3 separate regions of the Mus musculus genome follow, and regions 1 and 3 are each linked to region 2. Evidence: chromatin contacts called from public HiChIP or PLAC-seq data. All regions are on one chromosome and are shown on one strand. The core of a region is the stretch at or near the end of the contact, and the rest is flanking DNA. Distances in the headings are between cores, read along the strand shown. Region 1 overlaps Efcab11 (EF-hand calcium binding domain 11). Region 2 overlaps Foxn3 (forkhead box N3). Region 3 overlaps Kcnk13 (potassium channel, subfamily K, member 13).

Region 1 (5,137 bases), core at 42-2,541, 520 kb before region 2:
TGCCTCTTCCTTTACTGTCTTGTTAGTCCTACAGTTAGGTGAATTCAAAGCTCGTCTCTGACTCATGTTCTATACGTTTGCTTCTAAGAATCGCAAAAACCATGTTTCCAATTACCTTTTATGTTCAGCAGTTGGAACATTGTACTTGAATAAAATTATATAATGAGTCAATGCTAAAATTTCTTAGTCAACTTTTTTTTCTATGAAATTCTGGTTTGTTTATGTTGAAAGTCCTTTTTAAAGTTTTTTTTTTGATATTAAATTATTTGTAGGCATGTGCGTTTGTGTGAGGGTTTGTGCATGTAAGTGTAGTTGCCTATGGAGGCCAAAAGAGGGCATTAGATTCCCTGGAACAGGAGTTAGAGTTGTGAAATCGTCTCACCATGCTTTCTAGTATGTTTCCTGTAATGTCTGTCTCCATGTGTGACCTGGCCATGTGTGACCTGGCCATGTGTGACCTGGCCATGTGTGACCTGGCCATGTGTGACCTGGCCATGTGTGACCTGGCCATGTGTGACCTGGCCATTGTGGCTTTCCTTGTCTGATTTGCTTGTGGCTTTGCCTTCTGTTTCTTTGTTGAGCTATACCAACTGATACTTCCTGTCCTTTCGTTACTTTGCTGTATTCTTGCTTTATAATATCTCCTCTATGCCATTTATGTGTGTTTTCAATCTCATTGTAGAGATGCAATTGCTTTATCGGGGAAACAATAATTTTGGAGACTTTATTACTAGGCAGAATATGGTGTCACTCACCCATAATATCAGCTTTTGAGAGATGAGCAACACAGGAGGCTCAAGAGTTCGAGGCCTGACTCAGCCAGATAAGTTCTAGCCCCGCCTGAACCACATGAAACCCTGTTTCAAAACAAAAAAATGAGGAAAGAGGAAAGAAAGCGAGAGAGTGAGTGAGCGAGAGAGAGAGGAGAGAGAGAGCGAGAGCGAGCGAGAGAGAGAGCGCTTTCAGTATTTGAAACTCAGAACTTTCACCTTAGATTTGTAGCCATGCTTAGTGAGCTTGTGTATGGAAGGCACTGACTGAGGCTATAAGCAAGATACTGCTGCATTCAGAAGTTTAGTCAACTCTTTTTCTTGACTTCCCCCACGTAGTGATCAGAACAAGCATCATGTTTCCTCTTTAACACTAATGGAACCTATTGCAAACTTCATAGTGTTGTCTTTTTATGTTCAAAAAAAATCTTTTGTGAGTCGACTGAGAACAGTTAGAACTCTTTAACCTGGCCCTCCAACATCTGGCTTCCTTTCTAACATCTGGTTCCTTCTCAGGCTTGTCTTGAACGCCTGTCTCCCTTGGCTTGACGTTTGTGCTGTCGACTGTGTGATGTGCGCTCTCACTGCATTGCTTTCCTGGCCTAGCACGGCCTTGCCCTGCTGTCCAGATTTGAACTCTCTTCTCTAGTACTGCTAGTCGACCCTGCTTATTCCTGCATTGAACAGATGAGTCTCGTTTCTTTAAACTTGGATAGGATTTATTGTTATCCATTAATCAGTTTTGTGCCGAACAAAAATGCAGTGTTTATGATTATCCCCATAACATACTTCAAGCTCCTTGAGTTTATGGACAAATCTCCCACCGTCTTTGCTCACTAGCAAGTTGCCTTCTGCACTGTGGTTAATAAATGATTGCTGGTCCATTTGTCACTAATTTGAATCACCCAGTGACAGTAAAAATGCTCATTTATAGCTTTCTTCGTGGCTTATTTCTCACAAACTAGGAGGGAGTTCTGTAAACTTAAGAGCAGACCCTGATGGCCACATGTGGCTTTCTGTCTTCTCTTCTTGCATGTAATTTTCATGAATTAATCTCTTGACTGCCTCTCTGCTTTACTGGGGCTGGGTGAGTTAGTTTATGGTTTAGCCTCAGCTATCATCAGGGAGTGGACATCTTTCCTTGCATGTATATATGTTTATTTCACCCCGTTTGGGCCTGTCTCCATCTTATCGTGAGCACTGGTATTTCTACATTCCCACCACCTGAGCACTGGCAAAGAGCTCTGACAAACCTACTCTGCTTCCCAGGTTTTAAACAGAAAGTGCCCATGCCAACGGCCAGAGCCTTAACCAGGCTCCTGAGTGCAGAGCTGGATTGCTACAGAGCAGTCAACAGCGGAAACACTGAGCCACCTTGTGCCCTCCGGCAGTGTATGGAGACATCAAGTTATAAGGAATATCTCTCATGTAAGAACCTTCTTCTTCATATTACTTGGAGGAAGTTCAAAGTACTTAGTCCCTCTTTTGAGAGGTATTAAAGATTGGTTGAAAATAAGAACATCATGACTTATTAAATAATACGTGATCAATGTCTGAGTGTTGGTAGGAGGTTGGAGTGTAGGAATGCAATTTTAAAAGGGGTGATGTATATACTTGGCAAAAAAAATATATATATGGCTCATGTCACAGCTGTAATAGATGGAAAGGTTGTCTTGAGCTGGGGTAAACGAGCCAACAGACTCTTCTGTTTTCCTGGGTGAGGAGTCTTTCAGCATCGATGGACCTAAAGGACAGACCTTGTGTTCTTCAGATCATTTGCAACTCTTGAAGTCTTATCCCTCGCTGTGTTCTTTGGCTGCCCCCATGCCCTTGAGCAAACAATGTTATGTATAATTTTCTTGAACCATCTCTGTCTGGTACAGTTATTTTCCTGCCTTTACTTTGTATATTGGAGTGTGACTTGAGTATAGTCATGTGACCTTCATAAGATCAGAGTTCTTATAGTCGGTGTCTACTCTGGTGAGTGTGGTTGTTCATCTTTAACTATTTGTTTGCTTCTGTATAGGAAAATATAAAAAGACTTGAAGTCATTTCTCATTATTCATAGCCATACATAGGCAGAGGTCACTAGCTAGATTTGTGTGTTCTGCCCAAACAGGTAGATTCGTGAAATACCATGCCATACCACATATATATACATGTGTGTGTATATAGATATATACATATATGTGTATGTATATATGTATATATATATATATTATTATTATTATATATTAATCAGAATTGAAAAATATAAAATCTATGTACATAAATAGTTTTATGCTAGTCATTTTTACCGCTACTTGAGGCCCCACTGACGTAAATCATTTCCTTCTGCTTGAGGTACAGTCATTCTGCCAGTATGAAGTTTAGAACTAGTGACACACACAGGAATTAAATAAAGTTCAGGAACTGGATGAGTAAATGCGCAGAGAAGAGCGATGGCCCCATCACACAGGGTCGTAATAGAGTCTCTTATTAGATTTCTTTACTTCACTAACTCACTTCCTAGCATCAAAGATATACGATTTGATAGGAATGAGAGCTTAATCTCTTTCACATTTAGGAGCTTCGGATTCTGTATATATTTTTCTTCATGCTAAAAAACCACCGTGATACAAGCACTACCCATCCTTTAAGGCCCAGTGAGTAAGGTATTTCCTGTCTTGAACGCTGGTTTTACCCTCTACTCTGCCCAGATGTTTCCCGTCCCCTCCCAAGGAAATTGTCTCGACGGTCTGCTTTAACCTACTGATCCTCCATGAACATCTTCATCTTTGTGCGTTTACCCAGTTATTTGTGTACTCGCATTCTTTCCAGCATTAGAATGTGTGCTTAGCATGGACAGGCATGGTAGGATATTTATCACCACGCTCCACACGGCTCGCTGCTCAGTTTTTACTACCATTGGTTGCATTTGAAATGAACGGCATCTGCAGAGAACGGCGGCTTTATTATACTTTGTTGTCGTGTGCTTGCTCGCTTTACTCTGTAAGTGGGACTCTGGTGCCATGGCTGGGTCCTAGAGCTCAGTCAAGGCCCTAGCCAGGGGTCAAATGACTTGGGTTCTAGTCCAAGCTCTCCCTCTGGCCTGTCTTCCCTCACGTCACCTAGCCTTTTCAGTAGGACTCTCTTCATTTCCGCAGGAAGGGGTCCTGCCATGCTTCATCTAGGTTTTTTAAGTCAGAGCTGCTCTGCTGGGGTTATTTGTCATGGAGCCTGGCATGGCAGGCTTTTATTCTCTCCGCATACTGAAGATATTCATAAGCCTCCAAAGTATGAATACAGATGTGCTCTGTCGCTGTAACAAAGACTGGTCTCAAGGCGAAATGGTTGAGTGTGACAGCTGTCCAGTCCTGGACTCGGTTTTGAGATGTCACTGCAGCAAGTGTGATGGCCACTGTCCCCAGCTCCTCAGCTACATATGTGGCTGAATAGACTGTTCCTGTGGTACAAGCACAAGGACCATTCTTCTTCTAATTCGACTGTCACATAAGAGACTGCTACCATGGTTTCTTTCTGTGACCAAATGCTGCTAATCTGTTCAGTCATCCTTGGTGTTATTAATAGCCACACATCATGAATGTATTCATGCCACTTTTCTTTGTAGCAAAAGGAATCAATTTCTTGGGTTTTTTTTTCCCCTTCATGGAACTTTGGGGTTGGAATTTTAATCATATAGTATGTTGTATTGATCAAATAAACGGTGGATTTGCTAAAGGAACTTTATATTTTTATGAGATACTTAAAATAAAATTATTTTACTTCTTTTTTTTTCCTTCTCAAGATAAAGTTTTCTTCTGCAGCTCAAATTGGCCTGTCACATGCTATGTAGGCCAAGCTGGTCTTGAACTCAAGGCCGTTCTCCTTCTGCCTCAAAATTATATTTAAATGTTATGGAAAAATCAGTTCATAATTAAGAAGCATATCAAAATTGTTAAACTAAATCAGTTTGAAGTTTTCTAGAACTTTTTTTTGTCTATAACCTAGAAGCCTATGTGTTTGCTCCTTAAATTCCGACATCTTGTCTACCTTCCTCTTACCCAGCCATTCTCTTTAACCAAAGCACCTTGAATAAATATACCCTTACTTTTTGTGAGCTATAGAGACAGGTATCAGCACAGGGACTTATTGGCAGCGCTTATCTCAGCCTACTAAATCACTTGTATTTATTTTAATATGATCCCTTCATGATTGATATTCATATTAAAATTAGAAAATCACAAGTCTACCTTTCTGGTTAAATGTAGGCAAATGAGAATAAAACATCATTACTGTTTACTGTTTCTTTCTTCCTTCACCAGCTTCTCATTGCTTATCATAGAACAATCTAGATTCTTTAGCTTAACACATAAAGCTGACAGAGA
Region 2 (4,542 bases), core at 60-2,559:
GACAAGAATTGGAGTCTGAAAGGAGATGCACCGTACAGTCCTTTTGGTTTGTGTATGCCACATCAAGCCAGCTGCCTGGGGGACAAAACACAACAGGTCCGAGGCTCTTTTCAGTCACCTCAGCAGAAGTGTTGCTAACGAGAGAATTATCTGCAATTAACGTGGCAGGCCATTGGCTCCTTCTCAGTTACTTTTGGATTTTTGCTGTTATTCCTTCCCAGTTTTTTTTTTTAAGTAAATTTGATAAATATATATTAAAGGTTGAAACCTAACCTTTCCATGTATGTAAGTGTGTATTGTAAAATAATGCTCACAATCAGGCTAATTAATGTTTCCCCCTCCCGTGTGTGTGTGTGTGTGTGTGTGTGTGTGTGTGTGTGTGTGTGTGTGTGTGTAAAGCTTAAGGCCTACACACACTTAACAGACTTAAGTTTATAGATGTTATTAGCTGTACTCACCTTTTTGCATGTGAGATCTTAAATCTCTCATCATAATTCCAAGTTTGCATCCTGCAACTGTTTTCTCCCACCTGCTCTGGTGTCCTTTCCAAACAGTCGCTGCCCTGGTCCTCGCTTCTGGACTTTTCAGCCACGGTGTCCTAAATCTTTAGTGGGTTTTTATTTGATCTGATAATCTCCATTTTATTTTGTTCCGAATAGAAATTTGTTCTTAAAAGGAAACAGATTAGTGTTTCAACTGTGGATAGGAGTGGGTGCTGTGTATCTTTTGGGAGGTGCAGCTCCTACGGTTTGTGCTTATTTCTGTTTCTTGCAAAGGAAAACCCATGCTAAGATTTTTCGTCCCACATCACAGAATTGCTGGAGTTGACAGGACTTTTCCGTGACCCAGTGTAGAGCTCCCCAAAGGGCTTGGTAGGACCACCTGCAGTAGACATTGGGATGCCCCTTTTGATTTTATGTGACTCTTTTCATGGTCAAAAATTGGGGGGAGTGCAACTCACGGTGTTTCTTTGTAGTACTAGAGAGTTCTCTACTTTACGAAACTGATACTTTAAAAAGTGATGGTACCCTAGTTATTAGCATAGTCTAAGGGATACCAGTTTGGAAGAAAACAAATACCTAAAATAGCGTGTCTTAAGTAATTTGTCACTCTGTGGTGGCGGTGAGATCAGTTTAGTGCCTGGGACTCTCTCTCTTTCCGAGAAATAATGGAGTCGGCAGCAGCAGATGTTGAGAGCTCGCTCACCGTAGGGCAGGGTTTTGTGCACCTTGAGTTTCAGTTATGTCTGTGTGCTTGTGTGAAGTCAGTCAGAACGAAACATCTATTTCTTACTCCAGAAGACAGCCAAAAGTTTCTGGAGAACACCAGTCTAATTCACTTCCTCTTTACATGGAAAAACACTTGAGTCTCCTGTGGGGGTTATGATCACTTGCAGAGGTCGACCAGAGAATCTGAGGCTTTTATCTTCTCTCTCCCCCTTCATTCAGCACACTGGCTAAGTACACTTAACACCTTGTTAAACGACATCAGTGCTGGTGCAAACAACCCAGAGGCCATCCGTAGGTGGTCAGGCAGAATGTGCACGGGGAAGCACTAGTCAGCCTTAAAAAGGACGTGCCGCAACGTGGATGAGCCGTGGAGACACTGTGCTAAACAGCCTAAGGAAGCCCGTCACAGAAATCTCCTCTGTAATTTTCTGTTTGGGATGATGCTCTGGAGACAGATAGGGGTAGAGTTGATTACACAATAGGAATGTCCCAACCGTCACCTAGCTGCACTTAAAAAAAAAAAAGTTCAGATGGCAGCTTCATGTTATGTATGTTTTAGCACCCTCCCTGGAAAAGGCACAAAGATTTTGTTTTGCGTTTTAGCACCCATCCCTTCCTTTGGTTCCACCCCTTTAGGGGTGCAGGTCCAGACAAGAGGATGCAAACAAGACAGGTTCCTTCCTCCTAGGGACCCCCAGAGCGCAGCATCCAGGGGCAGCCTTAAGGCTGGAATTCTCTGCCCACATCTCCACAGCTTGTCAGGCTGAGCCATGGTCTCATCTGCACTAGCGGTCATGATTGCAACCGTTTGTGTAGCGGTTCTCTTAGTTTCTCCATCCTTTGGGTGATGTTTTGCCCTAACCAGTAGACAAATGGCCGTAATCTCCGTTTATTCTTCCTTTTATAAGCTCTGCAGGCACTCTTGCAAATAGCAGCTGAGATGGCAGGTTCCTGGGCCTGAGTCACTTAGAGTGATTTCTCTGCAGATCCATCTCTGCTTTTGCCCTACTTTGAGATTGAGAATCAAAATAACTGGATGAACAGAAGTAGGCAGGGGCAACAGGCTCCTGGAAGTTGGATGTGTGTCTTTTCTCTGAGCCGAGTAACATGTTTGAGACTTTAATACAAAGCAGTTTCTGTGTGCATAAAGTTACCACAGCTTGGAGTCACCTGCCGGCCTTGAGGATTTTGGATACTTTCTTACTGCAAGCACTTCTTTGCTTTTGACCCCCCTCCCCCTCTACCAACCAGGTCTGTGTTTCCAGCAACCCTGCCAGAACCTCCGTAGCCCCCAGATCTTCCTCAATACAAAGCGCCCCCTTTGGCTCTGCCAGTGGTTACTGGGAGCTAAGGAGCTTCAGACATCATTTGTTACATTGAGACTGCCGTGATAATGACTTTGGAACTCCTAGCTTGCCTGTGGGGGTCTTGGGTCGACTCTCGTCTTTCCTACGTTAGCTCTGCTGGCATTCAGAACTGGAGATTCTTTAGACATTTAGAAGCATACATAATCTCCACCCGTGAGATACCAGTTACACTCTCCAAGATCAAAAAGAGGAGTGGGTGGTGGCTGGTGTGCCCAGGATGCCAGAGTAACACTGGTGGAGGACCACCTGGCAAACCCCACAGTTCTTCTGAGGTGTGTATATTGAGCACCCTATTAGGTTTTCTATTTAGGAAAAAAAAAGGAAAGGCCCTGGGGTTTTATCCTCAGTTTAATTTGTTTAATCCCCATTACATTAATACAGAACTCAGCTCTTTAGAGGGCATATGAAGTCTGGTTAGCTGGGGAAGTCTGCCTCCCACCAACAGTTCCTTTACCAGTGCTGAGCCTGCTCTGTGTATGGCGAAAGGCGATGTTCAGTCCTGCCACAGTGATGTGGTTTCTGGTGTGGTCTCTCTGCTGGAGGATTACCTTTTTCTCTTTTTCTTCTTTTCTCTTATTTCTCTCCTCCCTCCCCTCCCCCTCTTTCTGGGTGTCTCTGTCTCTCTGTCTCTGGCCCCCCCCCCACTCCCCCTCCCCCCACCCCCGGCCGTTTCTCTGACAGTGTTTCTCTGTGTAGCTTTGGTTGTCCTGGAACTTGCTCTGTAGACCAGGATGGCCTCCAACTTACAGAGATCCACCTGCTTCAGCCTCCCAAGTGCTGGGATTAAAGGTGTGCGCCACCACCACCCGGCGCATCTCCTTCTCTTCTGTTTTGCTGCTTCTCCTATAAGGCATGGTAAGGTCTTGTGGGGTTACCAACTGGGCAGTCTCCGTGAGCTTGTGTAGATGAAGTCTGGAGTAGGGGTGCCCTGTGGTTCCTTCCTTCTCTTCCTGCCAGATCCAGTCTCACGCTATTTATTCCCATGCCCCCTTGTTTTTCTCTCCATATCTATTTTGGTTGGTTGGTTGGTTGGTTGTTTTTTTGTTTTTTGTTTTTGTTTTTGTTTTTGTTTTTGTTTTTTTTTTTTTGAGACAGGGTTTCTCTGTGTACCTTGGCTGTCCTGGAACTCACTCTGTAGACCAGACTGGCCTGAAACTCAGAAGTTCACCTGTCTCTGCCTTCTCTACATATCTGAATAGAGAATGATGCTTGCCTGTCTTCTTAAGTGGCTGGCAGTGCTGTGGCCAGACTCTCCCATGGTGCTTACATATTGGGATGTAGTATCAGTCACTTGATATTTGAGAATTCCTTGTGGTGTGGACTTCTTCCACAGTCTTCCATGCTGTGCTGGCAGCTGTGTTTCTGTGTGTATCCGTCCTATATTTCTGGAGTTCCAGTGAGCCACTCTCTGTGGGGGTCCCTTGGATATATGATAACTAAACCAGGTTTTCTATTGATAATCAAAGTGCTGACCCCATGTAGGAGGATGGATGTATAAATCTCCGTCAGCTTAACAAAGAATTAGGTTTAGCTTTTCTGTCTCTTTGGAGTTCCTCCAAGTACTAAGGGTCTACAGGGCAGTGGTGACTTTTTGTTTGTTTGTTTGTTTTGTTTTTCGAGACAGGGTTTCTCTGTGTAGCCCTGGCTGTCCTGGAACTCACTCTGTAGACCAGGCTGGCCTCGAACTCAGAAATCCACCTGCCTCTGCCTCCCGAGTGCTGGGATTAAAGGCGTGCACCACCCTGCCCAGCTAGTGGTGGCATTGTTGAAGTCACTAGCCAGTGTTCTGGAAGAACCCTGCTGGGGATCTGAAAGCTAGGTGTTTTATGTTAATGCTGGGTAAACTCAGGTCTCTTCATCTTCACGGAACTCAGTATCTTGGCTTATAAACCCACGTGGCTGGGTGGTGTCATCTCTGTGGTCCTTTCTGACACTGAATGCACTGC
Region 3 (4,572 bases), core at 674-3,173, 650 kb before region 2:
AGGAACAAGACAAGAATATCCATTCTCCCCATACCTATCAATATAGTACTTGAAACCTTAGCTAACACAGTAGGACAACTGAGGGATATCAAGGAGATTCACACAGAAAAGGAAGAAGTCAAAGTATCCTTATTTGTAGATGATATGATTTTATACATAAAAACATCCTAAAGACTCCACCAGGAAACTTCTACAGCTGATAAACACTTTAGCCAAGTAGCAGAATTAAAACAAAAATTGGTAGCCTTGCTTCATACAACTAACTCACCTGCTGAGAAATAAACCAGGAAAACAGTGGCTTTTACAATAGACTGAATAAAAAATATCTTGAGATAACTCTAACCAAGCGAGTGAAAGACTTGTATAGTTAAAACAAAACAAAACAAACAACAACCCCCACACACAAAAAAAACTTAAGACATTGAAGAAAGAAATTAAAGAAGACACCAGAAGATGAAAAGATTGCTCTTGCCTGTGAATTGGTATTTACTAGAGTGAAAATGGCCATCCTACCCAAAGAAATCTACAGATTCAACACACTCACCATAGAAATTCCAACACAATGATTAATAAAACTTTTTTAAAAACTTCAACTTTATAGAAAACAAAAACTCAAGATAGTCAAAACAACTGTGAATAATTCCTGAATAATACAAGTTGCTAAAGGTATCCCCATCCCAGATTTCAAGGTGCATTAAAGAGCTATTATAATAAAAACAGCATGATATTGGCATAAAACAGACACCACTGATCAATGGAACAGGAGCAAGGAGCCAGACATAATTCTACACACTTATGGACACTTGATTTCTAACAAAGAAGCCAAAGATAAACACTGGGGGGAAAAAAAAGACAGTATCTTCAACAAATGGTACTGGTCAAAGTGGATAGGTGTATGTAGAAGGACAAAAATAGATCCATATCTATTATACATCACCAAACTCAAGTTCAGATAAGTAAAGGACCTCAATGTAAGACCAGATACCCTGTATCTGATAGATGAGAACACGGGGAATAGGCCTGAGCTCATTGCCACAGGAAAGAATTTTCTGGAAAGGACATTGAGAGCACAGACATTAAAACCAACAATTAATAAACAGGACCCCACGATGCTATAAATCCTCTGCACCACAAAGGACATCACCATTTGAATAACGCAGCAACCAACCCAGTGGAAAAATGTTTTACTAGTTGTACAACTGAGAGAGGGCTATTAACTAGAATATATAAAGAACTGGGGGAAAAAAACAACAACTCCAGAACATCAAGAAAACAACTATACTGGCTGGTTTTGTGTGCCAACTTGACACAGGCTGGGGTTATCACAGAGAAAGGAACTTCCATTGGGGAAATGCCTCCATGAGATCCAGCTGTGGAGCATTTTCTCAGTTGGTGATCAAGGGGGGAGGGCCTATTATGGGTGGTGCCATCCCTGGGCTGGTTAGTCTTGGGTTCTGTAAGAAAGCAAGCTGAGCAAGGCAGAGAAAGCAAGCCAGTAAGTAAGCAACCATACCTTCATGGTCTCTGCACTAGCTCCTGCTTCCTGACCTGCTTGAGTTCCAGCCCTGACTTCCTTTTGATGAACAGCAACATGGAAGTGTAAGATGAATAAACCCTTGCTCCCCAACTTGCTCCTTGGTCATGATGTTTGTGCAGGAATAGAAACCCTGGCTAAGACATCAACCCAATTAAAAGATGTGATATAGAACTAAATAGAATTCTTAAAAGATGAGACATCAAATGGCTGAGAAGTACTTTTAAAATGTTCGACATCCTTAGTCATCAAGGAAATGCAAATTAAAACTACTTTGAGATTCCATCTCACCTCATCAGAATAGTTCAGATCAGTATAACAAGTGACAGCAAGTGCTGGAAAGAATGAAGTCATCACATAGTCACTGTTAGGGATCACAAAAACTTGCACATCTACTACGGAAACCAGAGTAGCACTTCCTCAACAAGCTGAAAATAGATCTACCACGAGAGAGGTCCAGCTATATGACTCTTGGATATATACCCAAAGGACTCTACCTCTTATTACAGAGATACTTGCTTATCCACACTCATTGCTGCCCTATTCATCATGGCCAGAAACGGGAAACAACCTAGAACAAAAATGTGATACATTTATACATTGGAATATCGCTCAGCTATGGAGAAAAATGAAACGATAAAGTTGGCAGGTAAATGGATGGAGCTCAGAACAATCATCCTGGATGAGATAACCCAGTCCCAAAGACAAGTATTGCATGCTTTCTCTTTGAGGTGGATTTTAGCTTTTTGCCACTCACTCTGGTCGAGTCAGCTTGATAGGCTGTGAAGCCTAAAAGCCACTCACGAGGCAGAGAGTTTCATGGAAGCTCACCTTCTGGAGTTCTGGCGTTCTCATTAACCCATATACTCATACCCTAATACCACGTTAGTCTAGTGTATGGATCCAGTGCTCTCTTTTAGTATTATCTTATTATAAGTGCCTTTTAAGATTGAATTCTGACATAGCTAAGCCTTCACCAGTGTTCCAATGTCCTAGAAAGTCCTTGAGCTGACCATGGGCTTAGAATTCAGGAAGAATGTTGCCTGTTCAGTGACATTCAGAATTGCCTCTGCTATTACACTATCACTTAGAATAAAAGCCAAGTCGCTCCCATATACAGGAATTTACAATGGTTTAGGAAGTAGATGGGGCTGTGGTTTTAGAGTAATGCATTATTCATGAGATGGTTAGCTAGAGCGGAACTCCCTAATTAGAACCATGACTTGGGAGTGAAAGCCCTTGCCCTAGGAGTGTAAAGACCTCACACCTGGCTCCTAAGACTATAGCTGACCTTAGATAGGGCTGACTTTGTCTCAGTTATTTTATTGCCCAGTTCCTGCCAGTCTTTGTGTTTACATTCCTCTGTTTTGTGTAAGAGTCATTAAGCATCAGGTAACCTCATCTGTACCTTGCCAATGTGTCACCTAACTTCCCTATTTTCTTCTGTATAAAAAGTTTGATGCTCAATTTGACAAATTACATTCAGATTCTACACAACCTCTCCTGTGTACATCTGTCTGTCATTTCATCTAACGCTTTGCCCACCTGCGACTAGAGACCCGTTCCATGCAGACAAAGGGGCCCAGAGGGTCTGTGGCAGCTTTTAAGCTTTAGATGCATGTATTTCAGTCTGAATAATTGCAGAGGTTAGGGAGTTTGGAAGGGACCGGGGAGGAGGATGGAGAAAGGAAGGGAATGAGAGTATAAGATAAAGATAAAGATAAGCTAGAGTAAGGAGGAGCAAGGGGGAAGGAGGTGGGAGAGTGGGGCATCGGGGGTGAGATAAGGAGGGACAACTAATATTGGAGGCCTTTTGGAAAGCCATAGGGTAACATACTCTGTATAAGCTTTTACATATATATATGGAATATATATACATATATATGGAATATATAGAAATGAAAGGGATATATATATATGAAATGGATATATATATAGGATATGTATATATATGTATATATATAAATGAAAGGTGTATATATATATATGTATATATATATGTATATATGTATATATATATGAAAGGGATTTAAATGCAGTCACCATATAATAAGGGAGACATCCTATACCACCAAGTAAAAACTTCCAGGGAATGGGTTGCATCTTATTGAGCTGTGGCTAAAGGGGTCTCCTAGACCCTCCCAAACTCATAGGTTACTATTGTCACAGCTACTGGCTACTCTCAATCACCTAACGGTGAGGTCATACCGATTATTTAAGCCATTAACATGGAGCCATTAAATCTAGCTGGTGCCCAACTAGAAGTTTCACCCCTATTGACTAATGTTCATGTACTAAAAGGTGCTTTTCACACTACATAAGGAGGAAAGTAACTCTCAGTGTCCCCCAGCTATAAACTCTCAACAGAGACGTGTCTACAGGATATACTTGTGTAATAATGGTACAAATGCTATGGAAGTAACCAACCAGGCTGATGGTAATTGTTTGTTTTGTTTTGTTTTAAATCTAAGGCACACTCCTTGAGATGGAACACACACATGCCAAAGTGACCAGGAACCTAAGACTAGAACCATGGTCCTAGGGGGGAAAATCTACTACTATTATTCTGCTAAAGAAACAAAGCTATACAGTACCTCCTAAAGACACGTTGCTGTATCCACAGATCAGTGCCTCACTCATTCCTCATCAGAGATGCTTCTTGCAGAAGATGGGAATGAAGTCAGAGACACACAATTGGACAATGTACAGGGACTGAGAGACGTTGAAGCACTCAGTTCTAAAGGGAATGTCTTTGGCAAACCCTTCCAAGATTCCAGGATCTATGCTGAAGAGAAAGTAGAAGGAGTCTAAGAACCAGAGTGGTGGATGACTCTAAGGAAACAGCGTCTTTCAGACACAACATGACGGATACACATAAGAACTCACAGAGACTGTCACAACATGCACAAGACACGCACAGGTTTAAATCAGACAGAATCCCAGAACTGGGCAGGATAAATGGACACAAAGTCCCACCTATAACTAAGAATCTGTTTGTGATTGATACCTGCAGACAAAGGAGGAAAACCTGTTTTCTC

What was found. HiChIP or PLAC-seq counts read pairs in DNA pulled down with a chosen protein or histone mark.
Region 1: an H3K27ac HiChIP or PLAC-seq map of large pre-B cells shows a contact between it and region 2, with 4 times the contacts expected there. The contact joins two enhancer-like sites. A contact is called at or near these places in 6 of 39 promoter capture datasets (the C10 cell line, cranial neural crest, frontonasal cranial neural crest and 3 more), 3 of 15 datasets of contacts at CTCF or cohesin (CD8 T cells, the NIH/3T3 cell line and pro-B cells), 4 of 484 Hi-C or Micro-C datasets (bone marrow-derived macrophages, embryonic fibroblasts, embryonic stem cells and 1 more), 3 of 115 datasets of contacts at active chromatin or transcription factors (embryonic basal ganglia, large pre-B cells and stem cell-derived neural progenitor cells) and 1 of 9 other capture datasets (embryonic stem cells).
Region 3: an H3K27ac HiChIP or PLAC-seq map of microglia shows a contact between it and region 2, with 4 times the contacts expected there. The contact joins two enhancer-like sites.

The regions. Positions count from the first base shown.
Region 1 is chr12:99,845,410-99,850,546 of GRCm38.p6, reverse strand. The region is part of intron 5 of Efcab11 (EF-hand calcium binding domain 11); the gene reads left to right. Among named protein-coding and RNA genes, the nearest start is that of Efcab11, 35 kb to the left of the region's middle. Within about 2 kb of position 1,291, at least 8 of the 459 cell types and tissues checked have an H3K27ac peak or open chromatin away from gene starts, as enhancers often do. A contact at or near this core is called in pro-B cells, where this site is marked.
Region 2 is chr12:99,323,053-99,327,594 of GRCm38.p6, reverse strand. The region is part of intron 3 of Foxn3 (forkhead box N3); the gene reads left to right. Gm46371 (a long non-coding RNA gene) reads left to right here. Exons shown (of 2, transcript XR_001780668.2): 1 at 1-4,542. Among named protein-coding and RNA genes, the nearest start is that of Gm46371, 5.4 kb to the left of the region's middle. Within about 2 kb of position 1,309, at least 40 of the 459 cell types and tissues checked have an H3K27ac peak or open chromatin away from gene starts, as enhancers often do. A contact at or near this core is called in microglia and pro-B cells, where this site is marked.
Region 3 is chr12:99,977,077-99,981,648 of GRCm38.p6, reverse strand. The region is part of intron 2 of Kcnk13 (potassium channel, subfamily K, member 13); the gene reads right to left. Among named protein-coding and RNA genes, the nearest start is that of Kcnk13, 15 kb to the right of the region's middle. Within about 2 kb of position 1,923, at least 14 of the 459 cell types and tissues checked have an H3K27ac peak or open chromatin away from gene starts, as enhancers often do. A contact at or near this core is called in microglia, where this site is marked.